4 separate regions of the Mus musculus genome follow, and all the other regions are linked to region 4. A link is a contact called in public promoter capture Hi-C data. All regions are on one chromosome and are shown on one strand. The core of a region is the stretch at or near the end of the contact, and the rest is flanking DNA. Distances in the headings are between cores, read along the strand shown. Region 1 holds the start of Selenok (selenoprotein K). Region 2 holds the start of Mapk8 (mitogen-activated protein kinase 8). Region 3 holds the start of Dcp1a (decapping mRNA 1A). Region 4 holds the start of Ankrd28 (ankyrin repeat domain 28).

What was found. Promoter capture Hi-C pulls out the DNA fragments that hold promoters and counts their contacts.
Region 1: a contact with region 4 is called in a promoter capture Hi-C map of pre-B cells, with 5 times the contacts expected there. The contact joins the promoter of Selenok here to the promoter of Ankrd28 in region 4. A contact is called at or near these places in 2 of 39 promoter capture datasets (liver and pre-B cells).
Region 2: a contact with region 4 is called in a promoter capture Hi-C map of pre-B cells, with 4 times the contacts expected there. The contact joins the promoter of Mapk8 here to the promoter of Ankrd28 in region 4. A contact is called at or near these places in 1 of 39 promoter capture datasets (pre-B cells) and 2 of 9 other capture datasets (adipose tissue and liver).
Region 3: a promoter capture Hi-C map of pre-B cells shows a contact between it and region 4, with 2.9 times the contacts expected there. The contact joins the promoter of Dcp1a here to the promoter of Ankrd28 in region 4. A contact is called at or near these places in 1 of 39 promoter capture datasets (pre-B cells) and 1 of 9 other capture datasets (liver).

The regions. Positions count from the first base shown.
Region 1 is chr14:29,966,940-29,969,639 of GRCm38.p6, reverse strand. It overlaps Selenok (selenoprotein K), which reads right to left and starts at 1,260. Exons shown (of 5, transcript NM_019979.2): 1 at 1,104-1,260. The coding sequence starts at 1,122.
Region 2 is chr14:33,445,805-33,448,689 of GRCm38.p6, reverse strand. Mapk8 (mitogen-activated protein kinase 8) reads left to right here and starts at 1,532. Exons shown (of 12, transcript NM_001310454.1): 1 at 1,532-1,675.
Region 3 is chr14:30,478,031-30,480,903 of GRCm38.p6, reverse strand. It overlaps Dcp1a (decapping mRNA 1A), which reads right to left and starts at 1,339. Exons shown (of 10, transcript NM_133761.3): 1 at 1,088-1,339. The coding sequence starts at 1,282. It also overlaps a transcript of Cacna1d not described here.
Region 4 is chr14:31,829,116-31,831,815 of GRCm38.p6, reverse strand. Ankrd28 (ankyrin repeat domain 28) reads left to right here and starts at 1,401. Exons shown (of 28, transcript NM_001024604.2): 1 at 1,401-1,489. The coding sequence starts at 1,463.

The sequences.
Region 1 (2,700 bases), core at 11-2,510, 1.9 Mb after region 4:
GAAGATGGAATGATGATGCTTCCTGTAGTGCCCATCACACCACCTATCCCAAAGCTTTGTAATCAGGAGGTGAAATCCTGAAAAAAGCCGAGAAATTCAAAGTGCTCTCAGCCCTAAGACTTCTGCTAATCGCCCTACTCTCTAGAGATACAGAGATGAATCTGATACAACCACACCTATTTCCAGGGCCCCAAGAGAGTCTTGTAGAAATGCGCCAAGGAGTCTCACCTAAGTCACACAGGTGGGCAGATGGTTCTGGCACTGATACGACCTTCTCAGGCTGTATTTTTTTCTTTTCCAGTAATTGGAGACTTGCTTCCCAAGTTCTTTCAAACTGGGTAAAGTCTTGGGCTTAGGACTAGCTACACTTTTAGGGGAGAAAAATCTGTCACAACTTTTGTATTGCCTGGCGTGGTGGTGCTTGCCTTTAATTTAATCCCACTACTCCGGAGTCAGAGGCAGGAGGATCTTTGGGAGTTAGTGGCCACCTTAGCGTACACAGTGAGTTACAGGGCAGATAAAACTACAAAGTGAGACCCTGTCTCCAGATTTTATTTATTTTTTTCATATTCTTGCTAGTCCTGCATCACCACCATCGCCATCATTATTGTACGCATTATAGAGGCAGTATGGTAGGTAATACTGGAGCCAACCTGAGTTCAATTTAACCTAAATTTCATATTGCCTTTGTGATCTTTAGCGAGCTAGTCAATCTATGTCTCAGTCTGCATCCGAAAAACAGGGATAGAAATACACCATCTGAATAGAACAGTTACAAGGATGAAAGAGATGCTAGGCAAAGAACGCGGCTCTAGCGGCCCAAACAAAAGCGCGTTGTATCCGGACCGGGTTAGCGTCTCTGTCATTCCCGGGTTAAGGACACCCGCGCCCGGGATCACTATCGCAAACCCACAATCGGAAAATTGGCTGTACCAGGAGGCTTCAGGGTCCCCCAGCGGCACCCGGGGACCTTCTGGGCTGCGCCTCGGCTCCCACCGCCTCCGCTTCCCACTCCTTCCGGCCACTGGTGTGGGGGAGGCCGCCCCAAGCTCAGGACCCGGCGAGTCAGGACAGAAGCGGCCCAGGGTAAGGCTCTCACTCACCATTCGAGATGTAAACCATCTTCCCTCCGGTTGCCTGCTTCCTAGCGACAGAGAAGACCGGACGCCCCTGTTGTCGCCGTACCTAGCCTCCCGCCCCGCCCTGTACGTCACAGGCCACTGACAGACCCAAGTCAGGCTAGAGGTGGGTCGAGCCCATTGGCTGCTGGGAGACCACTCCTGACTAGAGGTTCCGCCCAGTCACACAAGTAACTTCCGCTGGCGTGGATACTGCCTGAGTCAGGAGACCGGATATGACGTCTAGGAGAAACATTGTTTGAGGGTCCTTTTCCCCACCCCCCTCACTTGGTTCCGGTTTGACCGAGAGTCTTTGAGGCCACAGCACTGCCGACCGGAAGTTGCTTGCTAGTTGGCAGACACGCGCAGGGTTCGGGTCCGAGGTGGCTCGAAGGGCTTGGAGGGCGGAACGTTCCTCAGCTTTCCAGATGTGTTGCTGTCTTTTGGAGTGGCAGGGAGAGGCTCTGAGGCGGTGTCTGGGACATGAAGAGCTTTAACCATCAGGTTTTGCTGAACTCACTTTTAAGTCCCTCTGGACCGTATTCCCTTTAAGCCGGTTATTTCTGCTCTCAGTTTATTTGTTTTGCTTTTTTGAAACAGGACTCACACTGTATTCCTGGCTCTGAGCTCACATTGTAGACGAGGCTGGCCCTAAACGCAAAGATCTGCCTGCCTCTGCCTCCGTAGCGCAGGGATGAAAGACAAGCCTCACCACACCCAGCTGGTTTTTGTTTTTGTCTTTTGTCTTGTTTTTGTTTGTTTTTGATTTGGGATCTGTGTATCCCAGGCTGCCCTTGAACTCACTTTGTAGACCAGGCCTATACCAGTACTCATGTGGCATAGGCAGGTGGATCTGTATAAGTTCAAGAAGTGGAATTTGTTATTTTTCGAGACTGTTTTTCTGTGTAGCCCTGGCTGCCCTGTAACTAGCTCTGTAGAGCAGGCTGTTCTTGAACTCAGAGATCCACCTGTCTCTTGCCTCCCAAGTGCTGGGACTAAAGGTGTAACCAACACCCAGCTAAGAAGTGGCATTTTTAATAGCTGTAGAGACACAACTAGGGAAAATCAAATGAACTTCAGAATGACAATTTCCTCTGCTTGTCAGCATTGTAGACGTGACATATGCGTTAGAAGGCAGGTCTTGGGCATCCAGTAAGTTTGAAGAAAATTCCTTGCTGCCCCTGTTGTGTTTCCTTTGTGGTGCGGGGAGTGGGGGTGAGGAGAGGGGAAGGGAGGAATGAGGTGTGCAGTCAGTACAGAAAGGGAGAGTTGGGTGTTTTCCACCTTATTGGACTGGCTAGGGAGCTCTGGCCATCTGCCTGTCTCATCCTCCAGGATAGGTCTGAGTTGTGTGCAACCACTGTTGGCTTTTACATGACTGCTGGGGATTCTAAAATCCAGGCCCTCATGTCTGTGTAGCAGTCACTTTACCCACCGAGCTCTCTTCCCAACCTGGGTCCGTGATTTTTCTCAAGGGCCTTTCTAGACCTGGGCTTAAACCATGACGTTGCCTCTCACTCTCTGTGCTCTCTTTTCCTTCTAACTGAAATCCCTGGTTATACTTTTGTCAGACTGCAACAAG
Region 2 (2,885 bases), core at 283-2,782, 1.6 Mb before region 4:
TTGAGAGATCAAGAAAAGCATTCTGTGATAAGAGGTTTGTTTGTTTGTTTTTTGTCAAGATGTCAGTACAATCATGCTCTCCACTGCTGAAGACATACCAGGGCCTTCCCATTACACCTGTAATAAAAACACCTCCAACACAGGATTTTGTTTTTATCAGTCTTCTCATTTTGCAATGTCTTCTTTGGTGTCCCAATAGAGCTGGCCTGTCTTCAGTTTTCCCAGTCTACCCCGTTCTGGAACTCCTTGTTCGCACATCAAGTTAACTCGGACATAATCCCTGGTCAAACCTGTTCTCAAATTAGGAGGCAGCTCCTTAGAGAAGGCTTTCCTGGCCTTATTAATACATTGGTTCCTTTCATAGTTGGATGTGTCCTTAATTTGCATTTTAGTGTCGATTTGATTTGGTGTATAGTTTATTATCTTGATACCACAAGAATTCTCTATAAGTTCTACTTATTGCTAGTGCTAGTACACTGCCTTTAAGAGAATAGGCAAGCAATAAAATATTTACTGGAGAAATAAGAAATTAAAATTAAAAAATTGCTGAGAGATAAAATGGGGGGAGAATAAATGAATGAGTGCTCACATTTGCTTCATGATAGCATCCCTGGAGAAAGACCATTTTAACATGTAATGGGAACAGTCTACCTGAATTTACTCAATACATATTTGTATATTTTGGAAATCACAGTATACTACACAGGTGTAAGAGAGACTGCCCTTTATTTCCTACTGTCAAAGCAATTGTCATACTTTTTTTCCAAGTTTAATATACTGTGCATGTAATATATTTTATATAAACGTAGAATCATTCTATATGTATGTGTTGCTTCTTTCTCTTAGTGATATTCTCCGTTGTTGGCGAGAATGCCTTTGAACTCTTTAAAGTGCTAAATATATTTTGCCTCATGAATGATAGTGATTTAAATACCTTTCCATCCATTGTCGAGGCTCGTCAGTTTATCCGTGAATAGTTAATATTTGCGAGAGCCGCAAGGACTTGCAGGTAAATCAGGTAAGGCAAAAAATCTGGAGCAGGAGGGTTTGGGGGGTAAAAGGAGGTAACTTCTTCCAGGGAGCTAGAGAACATCTACTCCTTGGTGGGTGGTAGGCCCTTGAAGAGTATCTGTCAAACCAGGACTCTCCGTGGTTCAGGTGTGTGCCCTGGCACGCGTGCCTGACCTTCAAACACTAACCCCTCCTCCCCGCGAGGCTAGCAACCATGCAGGCTTAAGCTATGACTGGTGTTTCGCCGCCACGCGCCGCCACGTGCCATCGCAGACCCGCCCCCTGCTGCTCCCGGCCCCGCCCCTCACACGCGGCCGCCCAGACGCTGCTCGCGGCCCCGCCCTCAGGGGAAAACCTCCGCTACTGCAGCCCGCCCCCCAGTGTAGCCACGCCCAAGTCGCGGGGCCACGCCCTCGTAATCCGGGCCCCCGGGGCTGGCCCGCCCCTAGGCCGCTCGCCGGCGCGGAGGCGGGGCCCTGCGCGATGACGTGGGCGGGCGTGCGCGTTGACGGCCCGCGTCTCTGTTAGTCAGCGGAGCGGCCGAGGCCGGACGTTGCGGCCGAAACGCGGAGCCGCGAACAGGATTGAGTAGCGGCCGCGGCCACCGCAGGACGGCGCCGTTCTCCGCTACGGGCTTCCAGGTCGCCGTTGGCTGCACTGCCGGGTGAGTGCGCGGGCGCCGCGGCTCGGGCGGCCGCCGCTTTTCCCCGGCCGTGACCCCCTCCCGGGAACGCGCGCGGGGCGGGGGCGGCGCGGGAACAATAGCGCGGGCGGCGGGGGCAGCGGGGGGCGTGGTCCACTCCGCGCGACCTGGCTTCACCGCTCCGGCCGGCTTCCACGTCGCGCGGGGGGAAATGGAGCGGGTGGGCGGCAAGTTCGGAGGTGCTCCCGCGGAGGTCGGGCCGACGCGACCGTGCATACGTCTCCCGCACCCACGGGGAGCGTGTTTTGACTGTGGGCGGTTTCTTTGTGCGGACGTGAGTGCCGCGACGCCGAGAAGAGCCGGGTGGCCGCGAGCGCGCCGGCCTGCGGGCCGCGCCTTGAGAGGGGCGCCTGCCGCTGACCTTTTGACTTTCCCCCGCCGCTGTCCCTTTGTCTTGCGCTTGGGTTCCTAGTCCAGACAAGGTAGAACCAAGTCCATTGTAAAGTACCGTAAGGAACGCATTACATTGTTATTCCCGAAAGTTTCCCATCCCACCGGGAATTTAATATCATGTTGACTGCACAGTGTCCGGTAGTTTCTATTTTTACTTCTGAAATTAAGTGATCTTTTCAGTAGAATTCTGGTCTGCCGGTCTATTGTGTTTTGAGATCAGCTTCCACCAAGTACCTGGTCAGTTAGAACATGTTTATTTCATTCATTCATTTGGCAACAGTTAGTGCTGTATCCAGGTGGAGAAGATGTGAAGGCCAAGAGAAAGACCCTTAAAAATTAGGGTAGTATGGAACAGAATAGATGTGCCTTTAAATGAGACGATTATGTAAGGGATGTATGTTAAGTAAGGTATTTGGCTCATTTGACTGGAACTTCCAAGGATAGTGTTAGGAAGAATATCCAGGTTTGGCTTAAATATACTACCTTTATTCTTAAATCCCACCCCCCCCTTGTCAATTTTCGTATCATTGGTAATGGTTACTTCAGTTCTCTTATTGAGGCTGTTAAACTTGGAAGGTTTACTTCTGTGTCTGACGAAGTAATCAAAATGGTACTTAGAGGCCTATTTTGCATCATTTCCCCATCACCAAGCATGGAAGTCATACTCATTGGGTTGATTGAAAGACTTTTATAGACAAAAATTTAAAATAAAGCCTTAAATTCTCCACGAAGTTTCAGATGTGTCACATACCACTCTCAGTTGGCTAGATCATAAATT
Region 3 (2,873 bases), core at 90-2,589, 1.4 Mb after region 4:
TTTTCACAAGTTACACATTTTGCGGTTACCAAACACAATTTATTATTTTCAGAACTTTGTTAAGAATCATGGATAGAAACCATTCTCTGCCTTAGGCAAATTTGGTAGGGTTTTAAAATAAACAACTGAAAATGTGACTAAGAAATTGTAACTCGGGGTGGGTATATAGCCCAGTGGTAGAGGAACAGTGCCTGCCTGCTATCAGGGGGTCTTGGGTTTGAGTTCCTGTACTACAAGAAATAAACAAGAAAATCGAACATTAGTATTCTTTCTTTTGCTGCAACAGCGTTAACTCGGGTTTTCAGCGCAGGTGTTGAGCTTTAATGTTCTAAAACCGAACCTCTGTATAGCCCAATGAGTGAATGAGGAAAAACGGAGCACAAGAAAAGGGGCCGTGTACACAGGTGCTTCGAGTTGAGGTTAACTAGAATCTGCGAGTAGACAAAGTAACTTCTGCAACTCTATGCCACTCACACAATCCCAAAAGAAGGGAGCCATCAAAGGTCCTAGCACTGGTCTCTTTTTCTTGCAAACGTCTCCAAGGAATCCAGTTCTTACTGAAGTAGCCTTGAAAATTTTCCTCAAATTCCAGAGATACAGAGTAGTTCGACTAAAGCTGGTCTAACTCCTGAAGCTGATTTTTAAAGCTTCAAATCCAAACCATCACATTTAGGTCGGCAGGGAAAGAGGAGCGGACTCTTCCATCAAGTACATGTATCTAAGAGTCCTCAAAGTCTTCAAACACAGGCTTTCACTCACTTGTTAAAATTAACTTGTCTCATATTTTACCAATGCAACCTCAAGCCCCGAGAACCGACCCAAAAAGACTGATCCTGCCTCGTTTCTCTCCTCCATCCGATTTCCCTGCTCTGTCTCTGGTCTACTCCTTCCGCTACATTCTTTCAATTCCGCGTGCCCCGGTCACCTCTTTGGCTCCGGACCCGGTTTTGGGAGAGGTCCCGGCCTCGCCTTTGCGGTCCTGGGCTCCTGCTTCTCTCCCCCACCCCCAATCCTCAGCTGTCTGCGCGGTCCCTTTAAGAGGCGGCAGCGGCCAGGCTGGCCTTGTCCCCGGCCGGGCCTCACTCACCCACTGGTTGGCTTTGGGGCAGAAAGTGTACAGGGCGACCTGGCCCGTGAGGTCTGCGATGCTGGTGATATAGGGGTCGTGTTGTTTCAAGGCCGCCAGACTCATCTCTTGCTCAGCTCGACTCAACAACTCCATCTTGGATCTCAGAGCCGAGCCCCTCCGGCGGGGGCGGACTGTGGAACAGGAAAGTGCCATCCAGGCAAAGTTCCCCCAGCTCAGTCAGCCCTCCACTTCCGCCTACCGGCCCAGCCTTGCCGAGCGTGGTACTTCAGCTAATCTCATCCGCTGCTCCTGTGCGCCAGGAGCCCTGGTTCCGATTTTCTTCGGGCCGCGTCTGCCGGAAGAGACAGGCCCCCGCGCCTGCGCGGTGGAGCCGTGAGCTGATAGTCCGGAGACCTCTCTCACCTGGCGGGGTGTGAACCGGTTCCCTGAATGAACCTGACTCCTGCCGGGGAGGCTGCACCCCAGCGCAGTCCCTAACTCGGGTTCCGGCGCAGAATCGAAATGCTTGCTGCTGAGGACATGAGGTCTCCACGTACCATTTAGAAAACTCAGACCTGGCTGGAGAGATGGCTCAGCGTTTAAGAGCACTGACTGCTCTTCCGAAAGGTCCTGAGTTCAAATCCCAGCAACCACATGGTGGCTCACAACCATCTGTACAGCTACAGTGTACTCATATACATAAAATAAATAAATCTTTAAAAAAAGAAAAAAGAAAACTCAGTCCAAATGAGGAAGGGGAGCTGTCCGTCACTTCTGACCTCAGAGTGCACCTTCACTCTTAACAGTTTGGTAACTTTTGAAAGAAATGTTTCAAAGCAGCCAAACTAGCCTGCCTGGAACTACAATAGACTTGGCCTACCCTCTTTTGCTCGTCTTTTTCCTCATCTGGGTCCCAGATAAATATTTCTATTGTTCTATAGAGACGTCTATTATTTAAAATAGTAAGTAGATCTCTTTTAAAAAGAAAACATTTATTGGGCATTTTAAGGGATCAGGAAGTACTAAGAGGTAAAGCAAAGTGCTCAGGCTGTTTTCATTGAGTTGCTTTAAAAACCATCGTTTCTCTTTATTGAAGACATCTCAGCACAAATGAACATTTTTGAAAGGATAAACTTTACATTTTCTCAAAGTACCCCCACATATTTGTGTTGCTTGTGGTTTTACATACTAATGGAAGGGCAAACTTTACATTCTTGACAGAACCGCGTGTGAAGCAACTACAAAAGCTGGAACAGCCGCCTATCGGTTATTCACCCTTCACTTCTGTACACACTCACTGATCTTATTGAGTGGTTGCCAGCTCCGAGCTTCCAACTCTTTTGGCTCTAGGAGAAACTAAACGCAAGCAAACAGCCCCATGATAGATGTCTCTCTTTGAATTCCAGAGGGTGGCGTCCTTATTGCCATCTGAGCCAGGAAAGGTAGTGAAGGAACCTCACTACCAGTTCCAGCATGGCAGGCAAGGTTCTGGCAGACCTTGCTCTTCTCCCCTTTTCCCTCTGCCTTGCTAAAAACTGTTAGATTTTATTCCTAACACTAGCCACCAAGGTCTAGTCCCTAATTTAGCCACTTCTTTCTCCTGAGGCCGACTACCAAAGTCCAGCTATAAAAGTATTGAAGTCCAGCAATCAAAAGCCCCCTTTAGTTCACCTAATTAATGTGCCCAATTAAAATTAAACACATCCTACTGTGGGGTTTCCCCTTTTACCTTTATTAACTGCCGTTTGCCTGTGGGCCACTTCTGCCTCGACATCCAGAGGCAGTCCTTTATTCCCTCCTCCCC
Region 4 (2,700 bases), core at 152-2,651:
TTATGTTAAGAGATATCAGAAGGCTCTTAGTGCATTTGATCTTGCACTTTGATATTTTCTGTTCTTATGGGGCTAAAGAGTTGTTTTTAATAATAGCATTATAATAAACTGACAGTCCTGGCACTGATCCCCATTTTTCTAGACTGCCATTAGGCTCAAATCGATTCTCTAAATAAAGTCTGTCCCAAGAGACACACCAATGCAGGGAAAAGATGAGGTTTGGTTTTGTTTTTTAAACCAACCCGATATCTCACGTTTGTGTTCTAACCATCTGTACCTTTTATTAATCAGGGGCTGGAGCCGCCCAGGCTGACAGACACAGGAGAACAACAATCTTCTCCCACACAAGCCTGGAATGGTAACAGTGTGCGGCTGCCTAAGAAAGAAAAGCCTTTTCTGAGCTGTGGGTTGGCGTGGGTGTGTGTGCCAGGGCGAGGGAGTCATTCCTCTTCTCCATCCAAGGATGCTATTTATTGAAAATCCTGCACATCTTTTTGAAAAAATTGATTTCTTTCAAGTGGGAGGCAAAAACCCTTTTGATGATAAAGAAGAAAGGGGGAAAAAAAACACATGCAAGATTGAAAGGGGCGCTTTGGAGAGAAATGTTCCGCGGTCACAACCTGTTCAGGCTATGAAGACCACACCCTTCAGTCTCGCGTGCCAGCAGTCCCCCGGTGACCACGTCTCCCCCAAAGCCCGCGGAGACATTCTCACTCTCGCTCCACGTGCGAGTCCGGTTCCCCGCTGCCCTCGCTACTCTGTTGAAAGCAGCATCGGCCCGGAGGTCTCCCTGGCTCGCACCGGCTCCGGCTGCCTTCTCCGCACCTGACTGAGCTGAGCTTGTGCACGCCACCTCCACGTGCCATCCCGGGCCGTTACCCGGTACCCAGTTTCCGTCCCTCCCCACCTCCAGTCCGGGCTCCGCCCACCGCGCCCGGGGCGCGCGCCCAGACGCCCCGCCACCTGGCCCGCCCGCTCCGCGCGCCGCCGCTTCCTGTGCCCCGCCCCTCCCTCCGCGGAGAGGCGGAGCCCGGGAGCGAGCGAGCGCGGTGGCGTGGCCAATGGGCGCTCGGCTTACTCTGGCCTCTCCCCCGCGCGGCCGCCAATCGCGGCGGGCGGTGGTGGTAATATTGTGGAGTGGAGTTTGGATGCCGCCGCGGCCGCGGGCTGGAGCGGCGCGGCGGCGGGGGCTGCTGGGGTATTTCGGGAAGGGGGTGTGAGGCGGCGGCGAAGGCGGCGGCTGCGTGTGGGAGGTGGCTGAGAGCTAGAGGGAGAGAGCGAGAGAAAGGACGGAAGAAAGAGGGCGGGAGTCCTTGGAGGAGGCGGGACCGGCGGGGCTCTTCGCGGCGGCGGCGGCGGCGGGCGGCCGGGGAGGCGGCGCCGCCCCCTGCCCGCGCTCTCTTCAACGTAGCCGGCCACCTACCCGCCGGGCGCGGGTAGTGGCCGAACAGCGGCGACCGCCATGGCGTTCCTCAAACTCCGCGACCAGGTAGGTGAGGGGCGGCGGGGCGGGATCGCGCCACCGAGGAGTCGGAGGAGGGTGGACCAGCGGCGTGGGCCGCCCGGGCGCCCTGTCGGCGCGGTGGCAGCGAGGGAAGAGGGTGTCCCGGGTCGGCAGCCGTGCGGGCCGTCCGCCTGTCAGTGCAGCCCCAGCTCCGAGAAACCCACGTGCCGCCGGGGGATCGCGGCCGCCGCCACAGGGGCGGGTTCTGCGCTCGCCGCCCTCGCGTCCGGCGCGCTGCCGGGTAGGCGCCTCCTCTTTCCTGCCAGGTGAGGCTCGGGCCTAACAGGTGGCTTTGCGGTGCGGAGTCGGAGCGGGGCAGGCGGCGGCCGTGACCTGGGGTCACGACCTTGCCCTCGGGTTCGCTTCGCGGGGCGGTTCACGGTCCACCGCACCGTCTCTGCGGAGAGGTAGTGGCGGTCGAAAGCAAACCCACCGGTGCCGATGGATTCTGCTGGGGACTGGTTGTTACGGTGCATATTCCCAGGCTGGTTTTCTCTTGGCATATTCTGCACCATCTTGGTTTAGTTTTCCTGACTTAGGAAGAGCTTGTCAAAGAACACCTGAAGTGCTCAGAAGACTGCAGTACACTGTGGGCTGGGAAAAATAACTCTGTATCTACCAATGAAATCGCAACTATGTCTGAATGAACGCTTGTTACCCTTTTAAAAAGGCGAGAAGGTGAATTACCAGACGCTCCCCAGTGTTTGTCTCTTTTAAAGAAAAGGGAAAGTAACGAGTGGATTTTACGGAGTCGCGGGAACCTATTAATGCTTGAGTACCCCTTTTGCCATTGTTTTTCTGAATAGGAGATACTGAACAGATTTGAAGGGAAACCAATCAGAAAGTGGGCACAAGCTTAACAAAAACGATAGGGAAAAACTTAATGTTTTATGTCATTTTCTACCAATTAAAACTTAAGTTCTGAGTCTAGCTAATGTCAATTCTCACTTAAAAAGTGAATATTCTACTTAGGCTGAATGCTGACTTTTAGTATCATTTGGTATCAGCAGAATTTTAGCTGATATTAACAATAGGGCATGATACTTTGAAAAACTCTGGTTGATAAGTTTGTATTTCAAAATCTGTGAATAACTTTACTGTTCAACATGTTCCATTAGCTACACATAGAATCTTTGAGTTGATTAAAATTAAGAAAGCACAGTTTCTCAGTTGTGCTAGTCAAAAGCACACTTTTC